Linked DNA regions of Arachis hypogaea: region 1 is linked to region 2. The links are chromatin contacts, called in public Hi-C maps. All regions are on one chromosome and are shown on one strand. The core of a region is the stretch at or near the end of the contact, and the rest is flanking DNA. Distances in the headings are between cores, read along the strand shown. Region 1 has its middle 6.4 kb from the start of LOC112801968. Region 2 holds the start of LOC112801967 (cinnamoyl-CoA reductase-like SNL6).

Region 1 (6,703 bases), core at 3,558-6,057, 73 kb after region 2:
TTAAATTATTATTTTTTTATCAATTTTATTTTTCATTCTCATGTGTAATAAGAACACTGGAAAATTTTTGTATTTATTTGTTTTCTGACTAAACATATTTTACAGGCAAATATTTTTTTAGATGATTGCTATAGTATCTAAAAGTGTTGCCTAACTTATTAAAAACAAAGTTAAAAATAAAAATATAAAAATAATAATTTGTAGATATTTAAAGTTTATCCAAAAAATAAATTAGACAAAAATTAAGTACTAAATTATAGATAATATAGAATTTACCTTTTTTTATATTGACATTTTTTATATTTTTTAAGTTTTGATTTTTTATTAATTATTTATTTATTTTGTTTATACAATGAATTAATCTGTGAATCTAAATTTTATTTAAAAGTTTTTTATTGGTCAATAAGTTAATACATACATAATATAAAATTTAAATCTCTAATACTTATTTAAATAAGTAAGTTGACTACTTAATCAATTCAAATTGGTTAAACCTAAAATAGATATTATTACTCTTATTGTAATACTATCATTCAAATACTTGCCTTTTATTATATTTTTAAATGAATATATTAAACAATTACGTAAGAATGTTATTAATGAGAGTAGTAACATCTATAGATTAAAAAAACAATTAACAAAATTAATATTATTCCTATTATTTATTCCAAATAACAATTGAAGAAGTTAATGAATAATAATTTAAATAGCATAATTTTTTCATATTTAATTAAGAGGTTGCGGGTTGAAATCTTCTATTTTTAGTAAAAAAAAAATTAAAAAAAATTTTGATAGAATTGACATTGACTAGTTATTAAAGTCAAGGTCAAATCATGAGATATTTCAATATTTTAATTTTATTCATTTTTTTTTAATTTTACTTTTAACGGTGTCAAATATTTCAATTGTATTATTCGGTCAAAATTTCTTAAAATCAATATTTTTTTTTTAAATTTTGTCCTTATTTTATTCTTTCTTTCTTTTCCTACAAAATTCTCATTCTCTTTTGTCTTTATTTCATATTTCTATATTTTTTTATTTATCTTCAGTAAACATTCATATTATAATGAAAATCGAATTAGTAAAGTCAGAACAAACGTATATACATTGTTACATCTTTTAATTATCTTTTTGTTTTTACTTTTCATAATGAAAAGAAAAAATTTCACTACATAAGTAATTTTGAAAATAACATACAATAAAAAAAGACATCATCAATTAAAGAGTAATAATTTTTCCTTTAAGAAATTTCGTAAATGCACTTTGAATAAAATCTCTCAAATGCGAACAATATTATTAATTTGAAATTCTCAATAGTTATTTTAAAATTTTATAAAATAGGAAACACGTATATATATATATATATATATATATATATATATATATATAAAGTATTTTTTAGATAAATCGTAATAATATTTTAATCTTTTATTAATATTAAAATATAAATTAATTTTTTTTATTATTCTTAATATTTTATTTTAATTATATAAAATATTTAAAAATATTTTTAAATTTATTTTAAAAATAATACATGTTAAAAATAAAGTTGGACACACTAATACGTTTTGGTATTTAGGTATATCTAAATATGTTTAGAAAAAAATTTTATTTTTATTAAGACACGGTTGGTCACAACCTATGATGCACGGACACTGTAGGGACACGACACGACATGGGACACGGGACACGCCAACGCAAATTTTAAATCTTACATGCCACGGGACACGCATAAATATTTTTTTTTTTTTTTGGTGACTGCATAAATATAAAATATAAAGTATTTTTTAGATAAATCGTAATTATATTGTGATATTTTATTGATATTAAAATATAAAATAATTTTTTTAATTATTTTTAATGTCTCATTTTAATTATATCACGTATTTAAAATATTGTTTGTTTTAATAAATAATAATATATACTATATCTAAATTAATTTTAAGAATATATGTTAAGAATAAGGCTAGACACACTGATACGTGATGGTATTTAGATATGTTCAGGCATGTTTGAAGAAAAACTTTTTTGTTTTTTATTAAGACACGGTTAGATACAGCAGACACATATTGGCTGAATGTCTATGAATATTATGTTCGAAATGTATTCGACATACAAACACAGTAATTCAGTGAAGTGTCTATACTTCATAAGACACAACAGACACACATATCAGATAAATATTAACAAATATTGTATCTAAAATATATTTGCTATACGAACAACTCAACAAAATTTTCGTACTTTAACGATCAAATATATCACGTAATCATCTCTCTACTATTAACGAGGAAACAAATATCATCTTAAATGTAGTCAAACTTGCTCCTTGCTATTAAATGACATTTCTTTTTCTTTAATGGGTAAATGACATTTCTTTTAAGTGTAATTAAATTTGGGATTTAGTTAATGAAATAATACTACATATTTAATTTTTTTTATTAATTAAATTTAATTAAATTAGTTTAACATAATAAAAATAAGTTATGACTAATATTATTCTAAATTTTATTATTTAATTTGATTAAATTTAGTTTATAAAAAAATTTAAATGTATAGTATTACTTTTAGTTATGATAAACTTATCATTAGTAAAAATTTTTAAATATTTTTATTTAATGAATACAAAACAAATGTATTAAAAACTTAAATTTTTTATATTTTTAATAAGAATCTTTTTAATTTATAAATTTAACATGTGCTCTTAGGATACAAAATAAATAAATCCTTAAATTAATTCTTTTAACTAATACTTTTTGAAATAGATATTATGTTTGTTTGAGTGTCATTAAGTTGATAAAAAATATTTTTTATTTATTTTTTAACGTGTTTAGTGAATTTCTAATAGTAAAAATAAAAGTACTAAAAAATAAAATATATTTTTTTCTTATAGAAAGATATTCTGCAAATAATAAATAAAAAATACTTTTGTATTGTTGTACTTAAACATAATTGATAGATAAAAAAATTTTGTATGAGATATTCAAACATAAAATTATTTTTATTTTTTTAAAAAATCTTTTAAAAAAAATATTTTTTTAAAAACTCACCCAAATAAACCCATTGTCATTCTAATTTTAATAATACCATTCATTTTTCTATAAAATTTATACATTATATAATATAAAAAATTTAATATGAAGTGACGTTATCAAAAATTGGAGTAGAACGAATTGTTATTCCTCTTTTTTTCTCAGAAAAAAAAAACAGTAGTATTATTTTGTGATAAAATATAGATAAAATATATGCGTAATTGACATAAATTGTAAAATATTAATATTGATACGAACATAAAACATGACATAATACGTAAAATGTAGATATACTAACTTCAGTTTTGACAAAAATTAAAATTTTTTATATTGTTTATAATAATATCTTGATATTTTTATATTAAACTAAAAAGTAACGTTTTTATATTTTTAATTTTTTTTTAATTATATAAAGTATTTAAAATATTTTTTTAATAATTAAGAATACATATTAGTTCTAAATCCATTTAAATAATATAGATTAGGAATAATATTGAACAAGTCTATACATAATAGTATTTAAAAAAGTCCAAACATATTTAAAAAAATTTATTTTTGTTAAAATATGTTTAAATATAAAAAATGTACGTCGAACGAGTGTTATGTCCAATTCTTTTTAATAAAATTATTATTTTATTATCTACTATATCTGCTAAGAATTTGGAAGAAAAAAAAGTAAATTATCCGATTTTTTTTTCATTTTAACTCTTTTTTTTATAGATAAATGTTATTTATTAAAACTTAAAAATAAGGGTAATTCACTTTTACAAATCAAAGCAACTCTAATTTTACGTGTATCCCTTAAATTTAAAAACATTACGTGATTGTCTCATTGCATATTTTTATATAAATCGAATTCATCAAATTTAAATTAGGATTGTTAGTAATAAATCGAATCTATTTTATTCGAATTATTACTTGATTTTGTGGTTCAAACGTAAATCGAATTCAAAAAATTCGAATTATGGTAACTTACAGTAAATCGAATCAATAAGTTTCAATTTATATGGCAAATACTAAATCGAATCAATCAAGTTTGATTTAGTCTCCCTTAATAAATCGAATACAGTGAAGTCAATTTAAAGTCAGTAGTGGGTAATGATAAATCGAAGCCATTAGATTCGACTTATTACGAAATCTTTTATTATGTATAATTCGAAAGGAGTTAATTCGATTAGAATATTTCTAACGTATATAAATACGAGTTGAATGTGAATTTTTTGTCATAGTGGGACTCACAATGGTTAGTGATGAGAGTTTTTAGTTCTGGTGCACTATAGAGGGTTGATTAAGAAGAAAATGCGATCGGAAACTAAATTTACTAATAAGGATCCGCTGAGTGTTTTCTTCAAACCTTTGATGAGTTTCACCAAGTTTCAAACTACTATACTCCAGAAACTGAGACTGCATGGCGTGAACCGGGTGGATAAGTTATTCTGATTTTCGTGCTGCGAGATGATGTGATATACGATTCATTCGTCCTAGGCAATGATGAAGATTTGCAAGTTCTGTTCCATTATCGTCGTCAGTTTTTCGAGGTGAGGACCCTTGAGCTATTGGCGAAGCTTGTGGATGTGGTGTGTAGTTCTAAAAGTTTGAACCGGAATCCTCGATCCTCAGCAATGCCAGCCTGCTCTAGTTCCATGCTTGTTGGTGCCTCGTCAGTTGTGCTGGTGATTGTACCTGAGGCAGTTTTAGTTGCATCTCCGTCCTTTGCAGCTAATCTAAGCCACAGTCGTGATGGAGGAATATACGATATTGGACCATGGGTGAGGTTGCTACTGCGATGCCCAGTACTCCTGTTATGGTCCCAGATTTCGGAGATGGTGGAGTACCGGATGACGTTGAGGATGCACTGCATGATGATGTTGATGATGATGATGTGGATCCCACCACGATAGCTGATGATAGTGATGATGACATAGCAAGGATTACTCCAGTTATGGGTGGTGGAGTATCTAGTTCAGAAACTCATCAGTACCATCGCACTTTTCAACTTTGGAATTGGATGCCATGGCACAGCAGGGGAATCTGGGAGTACCTATTGGTTTCGGGGCCAGAGATACACAGAATACAAGAGCTCTATTTGAATTCCAAGTTGGTCGGTAGTTTCAAGATAAAGTGGAGGTTGTGTTAAGCGTGAAGACTTATAGCATCCGCCGTGGGGTTGAGTACAAAATGTTGGAATATGATCATCGCAAATACTATGGCAAGTGCAAAGAGTTCAGCAACGGGTGCACATGACTCATTCGGGTCAGCCTCTGCCAGCGCAAAGGTATTTGGGAGGTAAAACGGTACAATAGTCATCTTACTTGCTGGCCACATCGATATCTAGTGATCACATGATGCTTTATTATCATGTGATATCGACCTTTATACTGCCCAGGATTAGAGCTGATGCTGCTGTCTCGATCAAGGTACTACAGAATACAACAGAGGCATATTTTGGATTTATACTGATTTACAAGAGGGTTTAGATGGCTAAACAGAAGGCCGTGGCACATATTTACGAAGATTGGAAAGAGTCATATAATGATTTGTCGCGATGGATACTGGGTGTGCAGATCACGATGCAAGTAGTGTCGCTGTGTTGAGGATGAGTCCTGTGCGAGTTGGTGGGCAAGTAGATAAATCATCAGCTTATTTCCATCGGCTTTTCTGGACATTCCCACTGTGTATTGAATCTTTCCGTCATTACAAGCCATTTGTTAGTGTCAACGGAACCCATCTGTATGGCAAATACAGTGGTACACTACTTGTCGCGATTGCTCAGGACGGCAACTCCAATATCATTCCTATTGCATTCGCATTTGTAGAGGGTGAGAATGCAGAGTCGAGGTCATTCTTTTTATCTCACTTTCAGCAGCATATAACGCTACAACCGGGTAGTTTAGTCATATCAAATAGTCACAACAGGATAAAGGCTGCATTGGAGGCTCTTAATGGTGGCTGGCTTTCGCCTAATGCATAGGAGCTTTTTGTATTCGTCATAATAGTTCCAAAGTTAGATACAACGGAAAAAAGTGGGAGCCTCCCAAGTGGTCACAAACACAGGTGACAGAAACAGATAAAAAACTAAAGAGAAAAGAGTACAATAGACAAGAAAAGAAGATAGTGAATTGACCAAAAAAACTCGAGCAAAGTTAGCTTCGAAAATCTCATTCATTAGCTTGTGGGAATCTTTGAGCAACTTAATCTATAGAACTCATTTTATTCTCAAATACATAGCGATTTTTTGCTTTCTAGCAATGCCAACAAAGCACGGGCAGGATGGTATTTAATCGACGACCATTAGAGTCGAATCCAATGTCGCGTGAGCTTTCTACCACCATTAAAGGAAGGAATATGAATTGTCTCTCCACACATCTTCATTAATCAAGCTTAATCCCTAAATAGAGGCAGAGAGAGGACATTGGAAGAGGTCATGGCATATGGTTTCTTTTTTAATTTGGCAACGAGGGCAAACGGCAAGTGTGGCTAAGAATCTGTTGTGCAATAAACTCATCATTGGGAGCTTTTCGTGTAAGTATTTCAAAAAAATCTTTATTTTGTGAGGTATTTTTATTTTTCATACACTTTCCTAAATTTTATGATTCTGAAAAGACTAAAGGCATTAAGAAAACAATGGATGATAGAAGGAGTAGGCAATTTTATAGCCTAAACTAACCTCA
Region 2 (6,907 bases), core at 1,804-4,303:
GAAGACTGACAGTGTAGCCAGAGAGACCAGCAGGATCGGTAAAAGCAGAGGTGTGAAAAACGCCATGGCAACCTTCAAATGCATTTAATAAGCTATCAACATCACTTAACTTTCCCATTACTACTTCCAATTTTCCATTTCCTCCTCTACTTTCCTTCATTTCCCTCACTTTTTCTATGTCCTCTGCATTCCACAATTCAATCAAATTTTCCCTTCAGATTATTATTCAAAAAATATGATAATGATAATATTTGAAAAATATGAAATGGTGAATTATATGGTCGTGTGATTTTTAAATTCCATAATGTCAGAGAGATAAAAAAACAATTTAAATTTATTTTATTTAACATTTATTAATTATAACATAAATTAACAAATATTAGAATTAATAAATATTAAATAAGATAAATTTTAATTATTTTTAACTAATTTTTTATGTTATCAAATATTTTTGTATTGAATTATTGACTATAGTGATTATAAAATTTTAATAATATTAAAAAAAGGTGTAACTAATATTAATATTATATTCTTTATTATTTAATAATACTTTTTCAATTTTATCACATTTTTTATTTTTTGAATATTGTCAAATAATAAAAAATAACTTTAATTTTAACTATATTGAAATAATTCAAAAGAAAGAGAGTAGTTGTGGGCTTGTGGCCACATGTGAGCCTTTGATTCTAGTGAGCAATAATTGATGAGGAGCATATAGATTAGAGAGATAGTCATAAAATACCTAAATTAATTAAATTAAGCCCCCTTTAATTAAATGAAACAAAAAAGAAGAATACTTAATTAAGCCGGTGATAAAAAAAACTAATAGCATAAATATATATTATTATATTATATGTTTCAAATAAACCAAACATAATACAAGCAAAATAAAATTCTAATAAAGTTTCGTTGCATCAATCAATAAATAAAATATATGCCGTGGAGGAGACGCAGTCCACATTCAAAATTGTACACTAGACAATTTTCATAGTACAATTAAAATAGTTTTATATCTTCAATAATATGAATGATATATATGGCACTTTCCAGGTAATTGTATTGTTCTAGCAGATAAAATTTGATAAATTTAATATACATTTGCCTCAAGAATTTAAAGTACTTTAAAAATATCGATATTTTAATAGTTTTATTTGTTGATTTTAATTATAAAAAAAAGTTTAATTTTGATATTAAATTTTTTATAATCGTACAATTATATTCGTTTTTTAAATGATTATTCATGCAGTAATATAGTTATTTTTATTAATATAATATTATATAATTGAATGTATGTACAAAATTATTTTATAATATATCAAAATTAAATTTTTATAAAAATATAAAATATATTAATTAAAATTAATTATTAAAATCAGTATCACAACAATATTTAAAATTTTTTCAATCGTATATATAATATTATAATAAATTGATCATAAAATAAGTATGGCCATCAAGTTGGCTTCAATCATGAAAACAAACAAACTTAAATAAAAGCTCACAATGGACGGCTCTAAAAGCTCACATGTTTTGCCGTACACTCAAATTATTCTCCGTTTTTTTTTTGCCATTTAATCAGCTAAAGTTTTTAGCACATTGTTTCTATTATAAATTTAATTTAATCATCATTCTCTTTCTTAAAATATATTCTATGATTCAACTAAGAGTACTGTAAGAGAATCAATGATCTAAGTGTATAATATGTATAATAAGCTATTGAGTTATAAAATAAATATTACTCGTACTATCTAAAATAATCATTCGAGTAGTAAAAATAATAAATATCTCAAGTCATAAAATTACTCGTCTCAAAAATTTAAATTAATTTTAAAATTCACCAAGTATTAAACTCTCAAGCTTTTGGATATAGAGTTCTAATAAATTCTTAGTTCCATGAAATCGTTGTACAGCTGAATAAGTTCCACGTTTCTCTTCTCATACCTACCCAGCTAATTATAATGCTCAACAACTTTATGAATATCCAATCTCAAATACTTATATATAGTTGGTACCTACTACAATATTATTATTATTATCCTAATATTATACATATAAAAATTTTAACTACTTTGAGGTAACAAATATTACGTTATATATTTAATTTTGAATAAATTATTATTTGAAAAAAAAGCATTACATACATTTTTTCCGGATAATTCACCGAAGAAAAGAAACATAATAATTATTCAAACTGAAAACAGAAGCAAAAACAAGTTTCTAAAGAGTATACACCTTTTTTTTAGAAATAAAAAATTATATCTTACAATAACATAGTCAACCTATCACATGACGACCAATAAAAATACACAGCTAAAAAATATTTATATATTATACACGTTGAGTTGTTCATATAATTTTTAAAATAATAATATTAAGGCATAGATTAATTAAACAACTTAAGAGTGAAAAAAAATCTATATAAATGACAAAGCTAACAACAAACCCTCATTAAAACCAGGATTATTTCAACCAACCCAAAGAGAAGAAAACAATAGTAGGTAAGAGAAATTAAAGAAGAAAGAATACCTGGGTTTTCAATAGTGATTCTCACTGAGTAACCTTTTTGCAAAAGCTTGTTGACCAAAGCAAGTCCCAAATAAGAAACACCACTTGTCACACAAACTAGGGTATTCCTCTCTTCTTCTTCTTCATAATCCCCAAAGAGGTTGTTTTTCGGCTGCGGCTCTAGGTCCTTTCGCCGATGAATGGTGGCCGTATCGGCCACCAGTCTTCGACAGAAGGATTCTAGCTCCGCCTGCCTACTCTCCCACGACCGCACCACACCCATTATAATAAAATTTGAATAAAAAATAATAAATAAATATGGCTAGGGAGATTATATGATGATGGAAATAAAACCTAAATTATGAACTCTTAAGCAAATATAGAGAGAGTAGGGTTATTAGGTATGTGTTTGTGAGAAGGCAAAATGGTTGTAATGAGGGATGAGAATATATATAAGAGAAAAAAGAAAGAGTCAAAGTGTGGAGGCTAACTAGTCAAGTATGTCTTATGTCATGTGTTCGAGTAGTAAAAGATCCATTATTATATTTCACAATAATTCATAAATTAAAAATATATTTATTTATGTTTTCACAGTCAAAACTCAAAAGTCCAGCTTGGCGTGTTTGTGTTATAGCCTTATAGGATGCCAGATCTCATAAACTACAAAGGGAAACGATAAAACTTATTAATTTATTTAATTTATTATTTATTAAATGTATATAAAAATAATAAAAATAAAATTAGTTGAAATAGTATGTTTTATATAACTCAACTAAAAACTCTTTTAAGTTCAAATCCTAAAAGTAGCAAAAAAATATTTTTTTTATGGACTCTCATTTTTTTTATTAATACGTAACCAAGGACATGAGCCTCCCTATATTAGTATTTTGAGTGGATTATTAGATTAATCCCCTTTCGAATAAAGTCATATTTCTTTATTCAATTGCATCTAAACATTGTTTCTTGTAGTGCATCTCTAAGTAATGTGCCAATACTTTTTTGTTGGTTCCTATATCTCATATAAAAAATAAAGATATTAATTTTAATTTATTATCAATATAAAAAAATTTGAGGAGTGCTAGGAGTCAGTAATTTTTGTAACCATCAATTGGCCATTAATAATATTTTTATTGGTGTGAGATTACATATCTAATGGTAAAAAATCACTCACTTTTTTTATAGTTAAGTGCTGGCCACAAAATACAAAAGTTACTGCAACTAGACTTTTTCAAAAAATTTTACACAAATAATCAATTCCACATTGTTATATACACTAGTAAAAATTACTAATTTTAAATTTACCACTTAAATAATCATCTAAATATATAAATTTAATTGAGTAATCGTATAAATTTTTTTATAATATTAGTGTATTAGAACTAAATTTTAGAAAATAAATAAATTTATAGATTCCACATTATTTGAATAACAAAAATGACAAATTTAATGCTTATGTACAAAATTTGTATATCATTTAGAAATACTAACTAATATGTTTGTCTTTCCAAATGATACCGTTAAAATTTTTGTTGAATTTAGAGTTGGATATTACGGGCAGATTTAGTGTTGAAATTTTCAACAGTAAAAGCAATGTAATTTTTTGGTACACATTGACTGAAGGGTGAATTTGGGTAAATTAAAGGATAAATTTTATTAAATTGGTTCCGTTTCTTTTACTAAAATTTAGGCATAGAAGAAAGAAAGAATAAAAGAATGTTGAATTGTGAGATTTTGATGTTTGAAAAATCCTTCCAGTAAATGTCTGTACATATCATTATATGATAAAGTATCAAAATTTTTATATTCAAAAATTTAGAATTTAATTTTTGTTGATTTCAACAACAAAAAGTTTTAACACACGAGAAAAAAACACATATAGAGAGAGAGAGAGAGAGAAAGAGGACCTATAGTAATTTACATACATTAACCAAAACAAAACTCTTATATAAAAGGACGCGTTAAATATTAATCATTCATATACTTCATTTTATTGATTAATTTAAAATTTTTGGAACAAATGGCTTTATGATAATCACACAATTATCCATAATAATCACTGCAATAAAAATGTGAATTTGAGTGAGACGCAATTTAATGCATTTTATAAGAAATATTTATGTGATTTAGGTAACAAGTGTTTTAGAAATACTTATTAAAAGTATTAAAAGTGGAATATTTGAATAGAAAATATAAATTAAATCAAATAAAAGAATTTAATGCATTGTAACAACCAATTTTTTTTTTTTATAATTCTTATGAACCAACTTCCTTATTAGATCATTCTTTAACTAAATCCAGATTTATTTCAATGGCTAATCAAAGGAAAGGCAAAATACACATGAAAAAACACAAATATATACACATGATCTTTTTGTCCTTCCTTTTTTTTGTATTAAATTTTGCCTTTATATCCGCCATGTGATCGCCTTCCCTTTTCTTTTGTTGCACCAGCTTCTTTTTCTTTTTAATCATTCAATAGATTTCTTTTTCACTCTTTACGATAGCCACTCAAGCTTGCATAATCATCTATTCATATAAATGTAAACACAATTAAAATATAACCAATGAAGGGTATTCCAAAATGATAGTTGATATTCCTCACATAATTTCATGTGTTTTCTTTAAACTAATTAATTAGTCTCGCATTACAGCGATTCATTTTAGAATTGAGTGCTGTTTTAACCTATTTTTATAAATCTATTTGTCTTATTTAAAGGGAAAAAATTTCAGACAACTGATTAAATAAACTGATAAATTTTGGTTAACATTAAGTGAAATATATATATATATATATATATATATATATATATATATATATATATATATATATATATATATAATTTTTTTAAGGGTTAAGTACAATAGATTTTGGTTCTAAGATATAGGCTGAAAATTTTTTTCGTTTTCAACCATTTTTTTAACTTATAAAATTGTTTCTAAAATTTAACATAATTCTAAAATCGTCCTTCAAATTAAAATACCCCTCTCTTCTTCTTTTTCTTCTTCTTCATCACAACATCTCTTCTTAATCAGAAGCAAAAACAGAAGCAAAAACAAACGCACAAATAAAAGCAGAGAGCTAACGATACCTCTTCCTATTCTAGAAAATAGAAGAAAAAACAAACGCAGAAACAAAAACAAAAACAGACGTCGTTCCTCCTCTTCTTCCTCTGGCCCCTCAAAGGAGCTCTCCCGCAGAAACAAACGCAGAAACAGCCGCTCATGAACATGCAATAAGATCAAAGAAACAGAATCCAAATCAGAAGTACAAGAATAATGAAATCAAAATCAGAAGCACAAGAACAATAAAATTAGAATTAGAATCAGAAGCAAAAGATCAAATTAGAAGCAGAAGCAGAACGAATCAGAAACAGAACCCTGGAGAGGACCAGCGGCGAGGAGTAGGGCGAGGATGCAAAGCGGCGGCAAGGACCAGAAGCACCGGCGGCAGTGGAGGACGCGAAGCAGTAGAGGAGCTTTAGCGATGGCATTAGGTTCAACAGACGGCAGCGGTGGCAGCTGGCGTGATGGCGGTGACACTCTTCCTCTACCTTCAGCTCACGCATCCTTCTCTCTCTCCTCTCTCTCTTCGCGGTCAATGATGGCGGATCTAGCAATAACAGAGTAGCTCAAAACAGCGATGACAACGCGGTTCAACGGCGATGACGAAGCCAGTACGACGGCGACGGCGGCCTCCCTTCTTCCTTCGCGTGAAACCCTAAAGCCACGTTCCCTTTCCCTTTCTTGTTCCCTCCTCCAGCGTGATCCATTCCCCATTTAATCCGTTTTTATTTTATTTTATTTTATTTTATAATTTTTTTAGTTAGAAATAATTTAGTGATGAAAATTAAAATTTCGGTAAAAAATATTATTTTAAAATTAAGTTAAAACTTAGGGTCGATTTTGTATACCAAAAGAGATTAAGAATAAAAAATTTTTTTTACATATACCTTAGATACTAAAATGGTACTTAATCCCCATTTTTTTAACGAATAATAAAATTAGATGAATAGTGAAAATTTTTACTAAATTTTGGTGATTTTTTTTAGGGGCGGCAAATGGCTAACCCATCTTATCCCACCGAATGGCAGCCCACTATAATACTGTTTTTCTTATTTTTTTTAAACAACTCCTAAATTTATTTAGTATTAAAAAACTTTATGATTTTATAAATTTTAGTATAAAGTCTTTATAATTTTATCAAACAAACTTTATTATAAACTGAGTCGATAAATTTTTTCCTTTTAAATAGGAATTGGATTGGGATTTTGACGAAAAAAATTAAACATTACAGAGATTAATAAAGCAAAAATGAGTTGGTAATTAATCTAAGACAAATGGCTATTCTTAAATAAAAAAATTAATATGTAATGGCTGCTTTTATTACAAATAAACAGTAATA

What was found. Hi-C and Micro-C count contacts between places; a contact is called where the count stands out from the background.
Region 1: a Hi-C map of leaf shows a contact between it and region 2, with 2.8 times the contacts expected there. The contact joins the enhancer-like site here to the promoter of LOC112801967 in region 2. A contact is called at or near these places in 2 of 8 Hi-C or Micro-C datasets (leaf and an unstated tissue).

What each region holds. Positions count from the first base shown.
Region 1 is chr5:92,996,319-93,003,021 of arahy.Tifrunner.gnm2.J5K5, forward strand. No RefSeq gene overlaps it. Among protein-coding and RNA genes, the nearest start is that of LOC112801968, 6.4 kb to the left of the region's middle. Within about 2 kb of position 4,808, at least 1 of the 3 cell types and tissues checked has open chromatin away from gene starts, as enhancers often do.
Region 2 is chr5:92,925,143-92,932,049 of arahy.Tifrunner.gnm2.J5K5, forward strand. LOC112801967 (cinnamoyl-CoA reductase-like SNL6) reads right to left here and starts at 3,054. Exons shown (of 5, transcript XM_025844934.3): 1 at 2,527-3,054; 2 at 11-183. The coding sequence starts at 2,788.